Regions from separate parts of the Mus musculus genome. Here regions 2, 3 and 4 are each linked to region 1. Evidence: chromatin contacts called from public HiChIP or PLAC-seq and promoter capture Hi-C data. All regions are on one chromosome and are shown on one strand. Each heading gives the region's core, a stretch centred on a gene start, on an enhancer-like site or on the middle of the called end of the contact. The rest is flanking DNA. Distances are from core to core; before and after follow the strand shown.

Region 1 (3,365 bases), core at 272-2,771:
GTCTGAGCTACAGAATGAGTCTGACTCAAGTTGTAAACTACTTATACTGAAAATGCAGGACTATCTCTACATGGAAAATCATAGATAGGGCACTGTGTGACCCATTCTCTTTATAGTCTTTATTGGGCTATAAAAAGTCAGCTGGGTAAAAGAAGTTCAGACAGTATACTGAGTCTTAACTTAAAAAAAAGAAAAATGATAAAATTCTTCTGACTAACACAACCACAAAATTGTAGCAAATCATCTGAAATAAATATATCTTAAGGCTTTACACTGAAAAAATCATTACGCACAATTTAAACTACGAGATAAACAAATATGTGGCTTTCTCTTTCTCACATTATCTGATAAGAGTACATTACCTCCTAGCAACTGGCCTATAAAGATTGCCTTCAGAGAAAAGAATAAATCAATTCTACAATCAGAGCACAATTCTAACTTTGAAATAAAAATTGGCACAAAATCCATGACAAAAGTGCCATCCAGGAAAACAAGCGCTAGCTCTTCTCTTTTCCTCTTTTTGGTTGGAGGGCCACTTATTAAACTACAAATGCCTATGAAGTATGTACTTCTCAGCAAGCAATATTTTTAAAAATCTACCTGCAACACTGTTTTATATCCCTTACTATACATAAAGGCTGGCGTAAAGATGAAGTTTACACAAGTTAGAGGCTCCAACACCTTTTAAAACACAATTGATGTCATTAAGTACTGAAAAAGAAATCCAACGAATCGTTTTATTTTTCCCAAACTGTCTTCAGCCAGAGCAACCACACCAGCATCATCCCTAACGCACAAAAACAGGGCTTTCATTTTGATGAGTTTATTCGGGCCAATCTGCTACCCAAAGCTCAGCCTCCTCGAAGCAGCGTAGGCGCCTTCCGTCACCCGCAGTGCACAGCTCAAGTGACAGCCACCAGCCTGAGACTCGGGCACCGACACAGCACGGGGAGCAAGGCACGCACTCCTGCTTCCACCGGCGTTGCACACTCCGCCTCGCAGACCCTTCCTAAGAAAACTAGCCACTGCCGTCCCCCCGAATGCCGGGCCTCCTCCGAAAACGCCACGAACAGGACTTATCTCACATCCTATCATCGCGATAAAAACAGCACCTCCCGTGAAATGCAAAGGCGACTCGGCGCGGACTCAAACGCCAGGCCCCACGGGAGACAGTGACGGCCGCTCGGTCTCCGGGCCGCCCGTGGCCCAGCCGCGCGAGTACGCGCGGGCCTCCAGCCCGGCCCGGGAGTGTAGGGCGCGGCCCCGGCAGACAGCGACCCCGGGCGGCGGCGCCCACCTGGGCCACGGGCACCTGAGGCTCCAGGCCCGCGCTAGGCCGCGCGCTCTCCTCAGCCGCCGCTCGCGCCTCACCTGCGGACTGTCCTCCAGGGTCTCTTCAATGGGCAGCTTGTCGATCCCCGGCATCGTGGCGAAGGCTGGGCGGCGGCAGGACACTCGGCAGCCGCCCACAGCTCCGCGCGTGGCCCCGCCTGCTGCAGCTGACCCGGCCCGCCCTCTCGCAGGCGCCGCCGCCCCAGCCCAGAGCTCAGCGGCCGCCGCGCGGGAAATCCCGCCCCCCCTAGGCCCACTAGCCCCGCCTCCAGCTCACCCATTGGCTCGCCGCGACGTCTGTCACCGCTACGGGGCTGACCGGGAATTCCTCCCCGACCGCGGGTTCTCTACCAGAGCAGTGGCCGTGCGGGCCGAGCAGTGTGGGGATGTCGACCTCCGTCGTCGGGCGCGCGTAGTTGAATACGTAGGGGGCTGTCTGAGTCACGCTAGCGCACAGCTAACCTGAGCCCGGAGTGAAGACCGCCGGAGGGGACCTGAGGCAGTTTTACTTCTGCACCATATTTCGTCAGCAACCAAAGAAAAAAAATCCCTACACCTAGCGTCATAACCTTCCCAACCCTGCTCCAAGTTTTCAATCTTATCTCCTGCAAAGAGCGTTAACTCACAAATCTGTGGAATCCGAAATTGTGTCATTAACGGGGTTTACAGTTAATTTGGAGTAGTAGACCCTAAACTTTTTTTTTTCTCCTGGACACCTGCCTATCGGCATCAGTTTAAAACCCTTGATTTTGTTGACAAATCATTAGTTCTTACCTCGTCTTCAAGTTTGTCATTGCTGAAAATACGACCACTATATTTCTTGTATATCACAAAGGAAAACTTTTTTTTAATAAAAAAATTTAAAGATACATTTATCGGAGGACTTCCTTCCGTCATTAAAGGGCTTCTCTCGCAAACCGATTGTCAGGTTTGGCAGGACTCAAAGAACTTCTCTGGTCTCCTTGACTGTAGAGTGAAGCTCACACAGTTGGAGATTTGACATGTAAGGACTAGGCTAACACTGTTTTGTTGTGTTGTGTTTTATGGATTCAGCCTTGATGCACCCTTTTCTCCAGCTTCACACGTTATTTCTCTGAAGTGTTGTACAGTGAGTTTACCGATATGCAAAAAAATTGGCAAAATCATTAATATCTCCCAAAAAAATCTACCCATTAGTCCACTAGTCCATTCCACTGTCATTCAAAGAGTACGATAAGCTGGGAGAAGAGTATTAGCTTCCTGCTTCTCCAGCTGCTTCGACCCAAATCCAGACACTGGAGCAAATCCAAATATGGTAATGAAGAGGAAGCTGTGAGTTTACCAGATTTTCCCCATGGTCTCTTGAAAGATAAAAACTTTGTTTCAGAAGTTTTTTTTTTTTTTTTAAGATTTATTTACTTATTATATGTAAGTACACTGTAGCAGCCTTCAGACACTCCAGAAGAGGGAGTCAGATCTTGATTCGGATGGTTTTGAGCCACCATGTGGTTGCTGGGATTTGAACTCCAGACCTTTGGAAGAGCTCTTACCCACTGAGCCATCTCACCAGCCCCATTTCAGACGTTTTATGGTAGACTTGAATTATAGTTCCACGGAATTACCTTCAGTGGTATAGCCATTTTATGCGAATCCATTCCTTAAATTCTCTATCAAATAGTCACCCTCCTGAAGAGATCTTTAGTTTTGAAGAAAGATGGTTTGGAGCCAATTCTTCTGTTGTATGAAAGGTTCCCACTTGTATTATGGGTATTTTCTTTCTTTCTTTCTTTCTTTCTTCCTTCCTTCCTTCCTTCCTTCCTTCCTTCCTTTCTTCTTCTTCTTTGTTGTTGTTGTTGTTTGGTTTTTTTGGTTTTTTTCAAGACAGGGTTTCTCTGCATAGCCCTGGCTGTCCTAGAACAAACTCTGTAGACCAGGCTGGCCTTGAAATCAGAAATCTGCCTGCCTCTGCCTCCCAAGTGCTGGGATTAAAGGCATGCACCACCACTCCCTGGCAGGTATTTTATTCTTGATATTTCTTTCTTACTCAGCTACTA
Region 2 (3,365 bases), core at 594-3,093, 390 kb before region 1:
GTCCCCAGTTAATTCTATGCTATCCAAACTTTCCAGGTGGGACTAGAGAGATAGGTGGCTCAGCAGTTAAGAACACTTGTTGATCTTGTAGAAGAGTAAGTAAGGTTTGGTTCTCAGCACCATCGTGGAGTTTACAACCATCTTTAACTCCAGAGGATCTGGCACCCTCTTCTGGCCTCTGTGCAAACCAAACTCCACTTCAGTACCCATACATACATACATACATACATACATACATACACATATATGCATACATACATACATATAGGCAAAACACTCATATATATAAAAGAAAAATGATAAATACATCTTTAAGAAAGTCTTCAGCATTCATTACTACTCAAGTTTGAGAATACTTGACCATCAAGAGATGGATCATTTCTTGATGGTCAAGAATTTTTATGTGTTTTAATGTTGTTTGCTTGCATTCATGTCTGTGCACCACACACACTCCTGGTGCTCTTGGTGATGAGAAGAGGACATTAGATCCCCTGGAACTGGAGTTACAAACCACCATGTGGGTGTTGAGAATTGAACCTGGTCCTTTGCAAGAGCAGCAAGCGCTCCTAACCACTGAGCCATCAGTTGGAGCCCCAGCTTTGTTCTATGTAAAATAGAAACAGTAATATCACTGCCTTTTGAGGCCGTGGAAAGGCATGGGAATGGGTTTTGATAAATCCATTGTATGTTATCTATCATCTTTTACACACTTTCCTATTGGGTATTACCACGTTTTCTAATTACTTTTTTTTTTGTTTTGTTTTGTTTTTTGAGACAGGGTTTCTCTGTATAGCCCTGGCTGTCCTGGAACTCACTTTGTAGACCAGGCTGGCCTCGAACTCAGAAATCTGCCTGCTTCTGCCTCCCGAGTGCTGGGATTAAAGACATGTGCCACCACGCCCGGCTCTAATTACTTTTGATGAATAAATCCTAGCAGGTGCTGAAAAAAAAATCCTACTTAGTCGTATCATGCTATGCCAATAATCAATAGCAATTCACCAGGGCAGATGTTTCTTGAGTGCCCAGCCTAGAGCTGTCTTGACTTCTTAACAAAGGTAGCTTGAAACCAGGCCCTTCCTCCAGTGTTCAGATAGCATGGTCCAAAGGTGACTGACCAACCCGAGATTCCAAGAAAGTCTGCATATGCGTAAGAGTTGAGAGAGTCCGCCAGACCAATAAAGATGGGAGCTGCCTTGGTAGGGAGGGTATTCGGAGAGTTAAAGTACACATCTCTATCAGGGGACTGCAGGAGTGAACACAGGCTTGCCTTAGAGTTCTTATACTTGCTGGGCTAGTCACGAAGCCTCTCCGAACTTCAGTTCCCTTATCTGTGAAGACAAATTAGCCAGAGGTGGTGGCCCATGCCACTAAACCCAGAATCTTGGGTAGCTGTGGTAGGAGTACCATGAGCTAGAGGCCAGTTGGGACTATGTAAGGCATAGCTAAAAAAGAAAAGAAAGTCCTACCCAACACTTAACAAACAATAGTGTTCACCATAATGATATGTTTAATAAGAGTTAATAGGTGTATTTGAACTTAGCATATCAACTGTCACAGAGTAAAAGTTTAATTAAACTACTGTTAACCACTATGTTTTAGTAACACTTTAATAATGAACTGGGTCGTTCCAAGAATAATTCATTGCTGTATTGTTGTGGATCTGAGATGACGATTCCTGAGCCACTGTTTGAGTTTAGAGAACTGTAAAACCAGCAGGCCAGTCTGAGCGAGCAGCAGAGATAGCCGCGGCTTGTAGGGAAACCACTGAACCCCCCGCTCCCAGGGTCACGTGCCTCGTGGCCGCGCCCCTATTCCGGGAGTCCGGAGCGGCTGCGGCAGCGGCAGCACTCGGTGCGCGTGCGCGGAGGCCTGCGCGCTCTGCGGCGCGGTCCGCAGCGGAGGCGGCTCAAGCGCCTAGGGGGTGGCGGATGGCTCTGCCGGGCCCGGCGGTCTTTGGGCCCGGTTCCCGCGGGTCGTTGGACGAGGCCGGGGCTGAGGGGCGCGAGGCGGCGGCCCTTGCGGCGGCGGGAGTCGCGCTGGAGGACGAGGAGGAGGACGATGGCCGCCGGGGCCTGCTGCGCTGGGACGGCTTCTCGGCCTGGCTACACTGCGTGTGTGTGGTGGGCTTCGACCTGGAGCTGGGCCAGGCGGTGGAGGTGAGGCCGAGCCGCACCCTGTGTCTCCACCCTTGGGCGGCCGGGTCCTGGCCGCTGCTCATCCGGGCGTGGCTCGCAGCCCCTGCGCGGCTCAGCTGGGCGGTGCTTCTCGACCCTTCGGTGGGAGGATCGTGGGCTGCGGCTAGGGGTGAAAAGTTCTTTGTAGGCCCCTCCTAAATACTTGTTGATGTTCCTCTTTAAAAAAACAAAACAAAAAACCAGCGATAACTGGAGGGTAGTGGCACCCAGAAAAGCCTACAGCAGACAGGATGTTTGCTTGGAACTTTCAAGAAAGGAACAATACCCCCTGACATATGTGAATTACAGTAGCCAAACGTGCACGTCCAATCATGTGGGCTGACTGACTGTATTGTCAATTGCGCTAACTCGTAGATCGGTCCACTGAGTCCAAGTCAAAATGCTTAGCATGCATTCTCTCCCTTTTCTCTGTTCCCCATTTCTCTGTGAAATGTCGTTGGGTTCCCATTCCCTCCAAGTCTCTCCCTAGCATTGCAAACAGAATTCAAGGCCTTCTGAAAACTAGGCAAGCTGTCCCCACACCCCTCTCCCGACCCCTGCTGTTTCTTAATACTGATTCTGTGACAATTCCCAGAAACCTAATGTCAGTGGAAAAATTGTTGGCTTATAAATCTGTTAGATATCATAACATCTTACCTAAAAGACCTTTGAATCTCACTCATTTTTGCCATCACTTTGCATCTTTTTTTTTTGTTGTTGTTTGTTAGCATAAAAGATTTGTCTTATTTATCCAAGTGAAAAGTTACTAGAAAGGCATTAGAAAGGTGTATGTCCCGAAGTTTTTGGTATTTTGTTATTGTTCTTTTGGCATCGGTGAAAGATTCTAATCTTATTCTGATTTGGTTGGTCTGGTTGTTCCAAACGAGAAACTGCTGCATCTTTGTCTTTTGTATCGTTACATAGTTCATTTAAATATTGAGTTTTTATTAAGATCTAGGCACCATACAAGTTAGTGGACATACACATAAAAGGATGTTCTCATTTGCATTTATGAATTGAGACAATAAGGTGGGGATCTAAGAATTAATCTATTTAGTCAATAGGATCAAATTTATTGCCTGATACAGTATTCATTAAACGTTTGTTGATAGAGGGAGTTAGTATGTAAAGTGATTCTGTATTTTATTTGAGACAGGAATAACAATCTCCAAAGATTGAAGACATTTATTT
Region 3 (3,365 bases), core at 640-3,139, 360 kb before region 1:
ACCAAACTTTGATCTTTTGATAGAGCTATTACCACTTTTAACATTTGAGTCCTATCTTCTCCACCAGTAACACAGGTTACATACTCTTAAAGAAAAGATTTTTAATAAAGCTAAGGTGATACTCTAAAAAAAAAATCAGAAGATTTAAGACTTAAATCCTAAATGATTTGAGACAGCTACAGAACATCTAGTGTGGTATCTTTACCTATAAATACCAAAGTGCTATCTGGTCCTTTCAAATGTAATAATATAAATGGTGTCTGTTAGAGTTAGTAATAAGATTTTGTACTGATAGTTCCTGGAGTACCATTGAACAGAAATCCAAAAACAGAAACAGTAGTTAAAAAATAAATAGGAAGTCTGCCCTTGAAGCTACTTGTCATTCAACAGGTTTTCTTCTTAATTAAAAACGTTTTTATTAGCTGGGCGTGGTGGCACACACTTTTAGTCCCCGCACTTGGGAGGCAGAGGCAGGAGGATCTCTGAGTTTGAGGCCAGCCTGGTCTACAGAGTGAGTTCCAGGACAGCCAGGGCTACACAGAAAAACCCTGTCTCGAAAAAAAAAAAAAAACCCAAAAGCAAACAAACAAACAAACAAAAAACCAAACCAAACAAACAAAAAAACCAAAACATTTTTATTGGTGGTGTGTGTGCCACACACGTGTGAGTGCCTGAGTGGAGGCCTGAGAGGGCATCAGATTCTTGGAGCTGGAGTTGTAGGTGATTGTGAGCTTCCTGTCATGAGTGATGAGCCATCTCTCTACCTCTCATTCAACAGTTAACCAATATATATCCTAGAACATAATACTTCTGAAAAAATTTTAAATTAAATATTTCATCAAATTTACTTTTATCTGCTGTTATTATTAACATATTTCTCCCATGTTACAAAAAGAGCTCTAACTAGCAGTGTCCATTTTAAATATTTTATCTTTTCACTTACATTAGTATTTTGTTTCATTTTCAGCTTGTAATGATGTTGACCGATGGCCTGCCCCAGTGCCAGGGAAAACGCTGCACCTGCCTATCATGGGACTAGTAATGAAGGTAACAACTGACTAGAGTCTCATCTGTCTGCTCTGAAGAACTCTACAGAAAGCTCGCTCACACATAGGGTTTGTTTTAAACAACCTGATGACATTTAGTGATGTTAATGCCTTCACTGTTGTCATTGCTGGGAGACCTTACAGATACACCACAGTTGATCCCGCCTCGAAGAGTCCTTCATACATCTCCAGGCCCCTCCAGCCAGGCAGTGCACCTAAAGGATTAGTGCAGCAATGGTATTTCTCCCTGTGGACTATGCACAGATAAAAGTGCTTCCCTCTAAAATCCTACAATATGGGTGGTAAGAAGGGGAAGAACACTCGTAGTCTTGGGTGTGAATTGCTGGAAATTAAGATTAAACTAGAAAAGTCATTGTTTTTTGGGTTTGTTTTTTTTTTTTTTTTTCCAGCTCTAAATGGTCTTTTAACATTTAGTGTCAGACCAAGCATGTTTTTTCTTGGAATATTTTTGTTATGGTGAGGATTTTTTTATTTTTCCTTTCATTGCTTTTTTGTGTATTGGAGATTGAACCCAGGGCCTCCTAAGGGCTAGGCAAGTGCTTCACCTCTGAGTTATAGTCCTCCCATTGCTTTGTTTTGAAGGAATTTGAATTTTACTGGCAGATTTTGTCTGAGTGCACGCAAGTTCTTTGCTATTCATGCTCTTGTGACCTTGGACTTATCCTTAACTGCGTTCCTTCCTTAGAGTTTCGTGATTTGTAAGTGTATTTGCCCCGACCCCTTCAGCAAACATAACAATTCTGAAAGCTTGGGGTTGAGGGTTCCCATTGTTTCCTGTGGGGTTTATTCAGAAGTTTGGCAGGCTTGAGAGGGTGTGTTTGGGTGTGTGTATTTGTGAAGCAGAGACTGGAAAAGTGAGCAGGAAGCCATGTGATAGACTGCTGTCCTGACTGTTTCCAGCACATTTGCTTCTGTGTTTAGTGATCTCCATTTGTAGACATGGGAACTTTGGTTTCCCTGCTCCTGCTGTAACTAAGAATGAACACCCTTAGTTCTAAAACCCCGCAGAAACACTTGCTCTTTAGAGCACTTTCAAAGTGCTGAGTGTGCTAGGTAGAGCACTTGCCATACAGATAAATAATAGCTCCTCTCTGTCTTTAAGGTTCGGATTCCCACGTGTCATGACAAGCCTGGGACCACGCAGATGGTGCAGTTAACTCAGCAGGTAGCATGATGCTAAAGTGACCGTGGCGCAGCCTGGTCACTGAAACACCCGTTACTTTTAAATAGTTGGTGATAAATTTTCTAACATTTCTTGTTAGAAATGTTGTTACTACCTCAGTAGGTCCTGGAGAACCCCACGTTCATGTTGTAATTGTGAGGACTAAATGACAGTAAACACTTTAAAGAAGGTTTAACTCTGGCAAAAGGTGTTCTCTTACAAGAATAGGCAACTGAATTCTAATTTTAGACCGTTAAGTCAGAAGGATCCTGGAGCTTTTCTTTTTCTGAAAGCAGTTTCTGTTCCTGCGGGTTTGAATCTTTCATTTGAAATACTTGAGCTGCTTTGTTACCATCCCCACTGTGCTTCAAGTAAGGCTACAGGACAGCAGGAGACCTGAGTGCTGGTTACACATCCCCTAGTGTTGATGTACAGCTGGGACCCAGGCTCACATCTGGCCTTGGGCTGATTCCTACCCACAGAGTTTGTGCTTTTCTCTGCTGTATTGTTGGAGACTTGTAAGATCCATTCTCTCTGGCTGCTCCTGGAAGAGCAACTTGTCAGAATGGACTGAGTGATAGGGCTCATTGGTTGTGAGATAGTTGTGTTGTCATTTTCATTTATTTACTATGTGTTTTGAGACAGGGTCTCACTGTGTAGCCCTGTCTGTCCAGGAACTTGCTAGTGAGGCTGAGCTTGAACTCACATCAATTCTCCTGCCTCTGCTTTTGAGTGCTGGTTTACAGTCTAGTCATGTACCATCATTTTGCTTACTATAGCCAGATGTGGTGGTACACACCTTTAGTTCCAACAGTAATCTCTCGTGAGTCCATTATCCTGGACTCTGTGGTGATTTCAGGACAGCCAAGGCTATACTGTTAGATCCTGTTTTAAACAAAAACAAAAATGAATTTCTATCAATTTTCGTAACATCTCCCGTACTTTTTCCTTCCTTTTCTAACCCTTTAGGCAGATACACACACATCTATTATTTTGCCTACTGTTCACGAGGTGGATCTTTTCAGGTAAAGAATAAAAAAGATGTGAAATACTTTGTCTTTATAATTTGTGATAATTGTTATTAACTTATGGAAAGTGTGAATTAAGCTGGAAGGAAATACTCATTATGGGCCCCA
Region 4 (3,365 bases), core at 600-3,099, 280 kb before region 1:
TCATAGCAATAGAACATTAAGACAGACATGTTCCTGAATTTGGTTGACAAATATTTTATTGAAACATTTTTACATCTATGTTCATAAGGAATATTGGTCTATAGTTCTCTTTTTGAGGGTGTCCTTGTGTGGTTTTGCATCAGGGTAATAATGGCATTGCCCCCATCACACACATCAAATAATTTTTTTTCAATTAAATAACCCAATTTGTTAACTGACAAAGGGTTTGAATAGGTATTTAATTTAAAAAACTTTTTAAAAGGGACTACTGATGGAGCCAGGTTGGCTAAAGATGGTCTTCATAGATTAATGTCAGGTTATTGGTGATTTGATTATACTATAAAATTTCTTCACTAGATCACTAAATTAATTTGTATTTGCCTCCCCTTTTATCCGTGTATTTTAGACTAATAAAAATAGCATTAAAAACCCTATCACATAAACATACAATTGTTTTGTTTTATACACGTAGACACTCAATTTAACAAGCTACAGAGTTCTATAAAGTTCATTCTCTTACTGAAGTCATACATATGGAACACTTACTGTGCGCAAGGCAGTAGTATATGATAGTTCATCATTAAAAACTTTGAGATGGTGACTAGCACACAGAAAACACTCAAATGTTGCTAAAAAAATCAATAAATTTGTCATCTGGAAATTGAAAAAAGAAATCAACCTTAGAAAAGTATGCTCCGAACTAAATTGTGGTCTGCCATGCCTCCTTTCCTCCAACCCTAGGCAAGAGGGGTGTTTTTGAGGAAAAAAAAACAAAACAAAACAAAAAAAAAAAAACAAAAACAAAAAAACCAAAACCTTGTTGCTTTGTTGTTCTGCCAGGGAAAGAAGAAAATTCAGCACTATAATCTGCAAAACCTTCAGTACCGAACAGTTCCTCAGAGTAGAAGAGGGAGGACACTGCCAACCCTGAAAATAGGACAAATGAGCTAACCCTGACAGAGTCATTGGAGCAAATACACCCAGGCAAAACCTGTAGGAAAAATAAGGCTCTGGAAGAAGGAAAGTGTTTAAACACTATTCCCCACTCCTGGCCTGGCCTTTGAAAACTACCAATATAAAACTGAGAGTTCCAGCTATCCCTGGAATGCCAGAGGAATCACTGTAGCTTGTGGAGGACAAGTTGTTAAATGAGGCAGGTCACATCACGTCCACTGAAACAAGACAGACATAGATCTCATGGCTTCTCATGGCAGGGTGTTTCTTTGAATGGAAACACAGTGATAAAGTAGAAGAGACTGCTGAGTGGAGGAAAGGAGCCAGGCAGTGTGTGGAGAGCTCAGGAGGGAGAGTATAGGAGTGACAGAGAAACCCATATCGAGTCTCAGAGGGAAACCCATTACTAGGTATGCTAAGAGAAACAAAATACTCCATAGCAACTTTTTTATTCATCCCTCATAATCTTCCTGGACTATACATTGGAGTTTCAAGTTACAATGTCCTTCCTTAAACATAGCTGCAAAGTTTGCACACCTTAACCTGTTTGATTTTTGGTAAGGACTTCCTGAAAGTGTTGAAAAAACAAATAGCAAATATAAGAACAAGATAAATTGTATTGAGGCTTGGTTACAGTAGTTACAGAAAGTCATTATGGGGACACTTGAAGACTCCATTCTTCATTGACAATGAATATTTATATAAATCTATATATTCTCCAATAGATTCAATTTTCTAGTCATGCCTTTTCCTGCAATTTGGAAATCTTGATTTCCTGGACTCCTTCCAAGGTAAGGCAGTTAAACAGCAACAACAGCAACAAAAATCACCTTGCCCTCGATTCACTTGAGTGAAAAGCAGTGTAACTGTTTATCTTAAGTCTCTCTTAGTTCAGCAACTGCCTCTTCTAGCAACCTTCACCCAGCCCTTTTGGTAGGCAAGACAGTTTCCATGGTGACTATGTTGTTTCTACTGGATTGCAGTAGCCCTGCAGAGGAAAAACTCTTTGTCAGTCCCTGAGAGGCGAAAGAGAAGAATCAGGTACCATTTCTCTTCCTTTCCTCCTTTTTGTGTTTTTTGTTTTCTGTTTTTTATTTTTTGTTTTTTGAGACAGGGTTTCTCTGTATAGCCCTGCCTGTCCTGGAGCTCACTTTGTAGACCAGGCTGGCCTTGAACTCAGAAATCCACCTGCCTCTGCCTCCCGAGTGCTGGGATTAAAGGCTTTCGCCACCACCCCCTGCTCTCTTCCTTTCCTTCTAAGATCTATGATTTGAGTGCCTGCAGAAAATCTCCAAACCCTGCGGCATTTGGGGCAAGTGTAGTTGATACCATAGTTACACTGCTGAGTGTTTATGTTTTATATTTGCTTTGCATTAACTATGGCTATTATCTGTCAATCATTACTGCCACGGACCACCCTAGTGGGGTATGGGGGTCCCTGAAATGAGGGTCCTTGAAGCTAGGTGGGTAAGGATTCAGCGGTGACAAACAGAGACAAACAGAGGCAGTTTGAATCTGAGTGTATTCTGCAGCTCTCAAGCAGGGGGTTTTATACATTAAAAAACCAAACATTACATCTCTTAGGAACGATATCCAGTGAAACAATCACAGATACCAACAAAAATCATTTGGCATAATAAAGCACAAAAATCATCCAAGCATTACAACTTTATGTATTCAGTGAATCACAAACAGAACAGGTAACATCATTATAAATCATCAAAATATAACAATTTTAAAAGGATGTATTCAGTGGGGGCTGTCGTCCAAGGCTAGTGGCATATTTCCAGGAGCAGGTTAATAAATCTTTATGGTCAGTGCTCTTAACCAGTGAACTAACTTTTCAGCCCCAGGGTCAATTATTATTTAACATCTAGTGGCTGATTTTTTATAATCTTCAATGTATAAATTTAAACTATTTTAATTCTTTCTAGTTAAGGCTTTCTTTACCATATACCAAAATCCACCTCTGATGACACACATGTAGCCATATGAAATTTTATTGTTGGGAAAGTTTTTATCATAATAGTTTTGTAAATGATTTAGAAAGTAAAGTGTTGGTTTCCCAAGGGATAAGGTCATGTTAGTGGCCCCATCTCTAGGGATGGTTTCTTACCCATTATTTTCTCTTAAGATCTTGGCCTAGGTTACCAGGAACATGTAAATAAGAAAAGGAATAAGAGAAAACAAAACAGATAGATTACCATGAGAACTACGGCGCAATATTTTTTCTCCAGTGAAGAGTTCCACAACCGGTTCCAGGAGGCCTCCCCCTTTTGAGGTCGATCGCCTCAGTTTGTGGAACTTGTCACACTGATCCTACTGGAGGTGCTGTGGCACATCACTTTCTATGATATTAGGCAGACTGAGTCAATAATGCTTTGAAAAAATATTAATGATATTAAATATCA

Evidence for each region. Promoter capture Hi-C pulls out the DNA fragments that hold promoters and counts their contacts. HiChIP or PLAC-seq counts read pairs in DNA pulled down with a chosen protein or histone mark. Capture Hi-C pulls out chosen DNA fragments and counts their contacts.
Region 2: a promoter capture Hi-C map of liver shows a contact between it and region 1. The contact joins the promoter of Dennd6a here to the promoter of Appl1 in region 1. A contact is called at or near these places in 2 of 39 promoter capture datasets (cranial neural crest and pre-B cells), 2 of 484 Hi-C or Micro-C datasets (natural killer cells and rod photoreceptor), 5 of 115 datasets of contacts at active chromatin or transcription factors (bone marrow-derived macrophages, effector CD8 T cells, embryonic hindbrain and 2 more) and 2 of 9 other capture datasets (adipose tissue and liver).
Region 3: a contact with region 1 is called in an H3K27ac HiChIP or PLAC-seq map of embryonic stem cells, with 2.3 times the contacts expected there. The contact joins the enhancer-like site here to the promoter of Appl1 in region 1. A contact is called at or near these places in 2 of 39 promoter capture datasets (cranial neural crest and hippocampal neurons), 3 of 115 datasets of contacts at active chromatin or transcription factors (bone marrow-derived macrophages, embryonic forebrain and embryonic stem cells) and 2 of 9 other capture datasets (adipose tissue and pancreatic islet).
Region 4: a promoter capture Hi-C map of the HPC-7 cell line shows a contact between it and region 1. The contact joins the promoter of Dnah12 here to the promoter of Appl1 in region 1. A contact is called at or near these places in 18 of 39 promoter capture datasets (the 3T3-L1 cell line, the C10 cell line, the HPC-7 cell line and 11 more), 1 of 15 datasets of contacts at CTCF or cohesin (pro-B cells), 4 of 484 Hi-C or Micro-C datasets (the BV-2 cell line, the HPC-7 cell line, bone marrow-derived macrophages and 1 more), 13 of 115 datasets of contacts at active chromatin or transcription factors (the 230-238 cell line, acute myeloid leukemia, bone marrow-derived dendritic cells and 7 more) and 1 of 9 other capture datasets (liver).

Annotation. Positions count from the first base shown.
Region 1 is chr14:26,969,030-26,972,394 of GRCm38.p6, forward strand. It overlaps Appl1 (adaptor protein, phosphotyrosine interaction, PH domain and leucine zipper containing 1), which reads right to left and starts at 1,522. Exons shown (of 22, transcript NM_145221.2): 1 at 1,372-1,522. The coding sequence starts at 1,425.
Region 2 is chr14:26,577,707-26,581,071 of GRCm38.p6, forward strand. Dennd6a (DENN/MADD domain containing 6A) reads left to right here and starts at 1,844. Exons shown (of 20, transcript NM_001134465.2): 1 at 1,844-2,156. The coding sequence starts at 1,929.
Region 3 is chr14:26,603,707-26,607,071 of GRCm38.p6, forward strand. It overlaps Dennd6a (DENN/MADD domain containing 6A), which reads left to right. Exons shown (of 20, transcript NM_001134465.2): 7 at 968-1,047; 8 at 2,170-2,232; 9 at 3,199-3,254. Among named protein-coding and RNA genes, the nearest start is that of Dennd6a, 26 kb to the left of the region's middle. Within about 2 kb of position 1,890, at least 8 of the 459 cell types and tissues checked have an H3K27ac peak or open chromatin away from gene starts, as enhancers often do. A contact at or near this core is called in embryonic stem cells, where this site is marked.
Region 4 is chr14:26,689,705-26,693,069 of GRCm38.p6, forward strand. It overlaps Dnah12 (dynein, axonemal, heavy chain 12), which reads left to right and starts at 1,850. Exons shown (of 75, transcript NM_001370884.1): 1 at 1,850-1,995.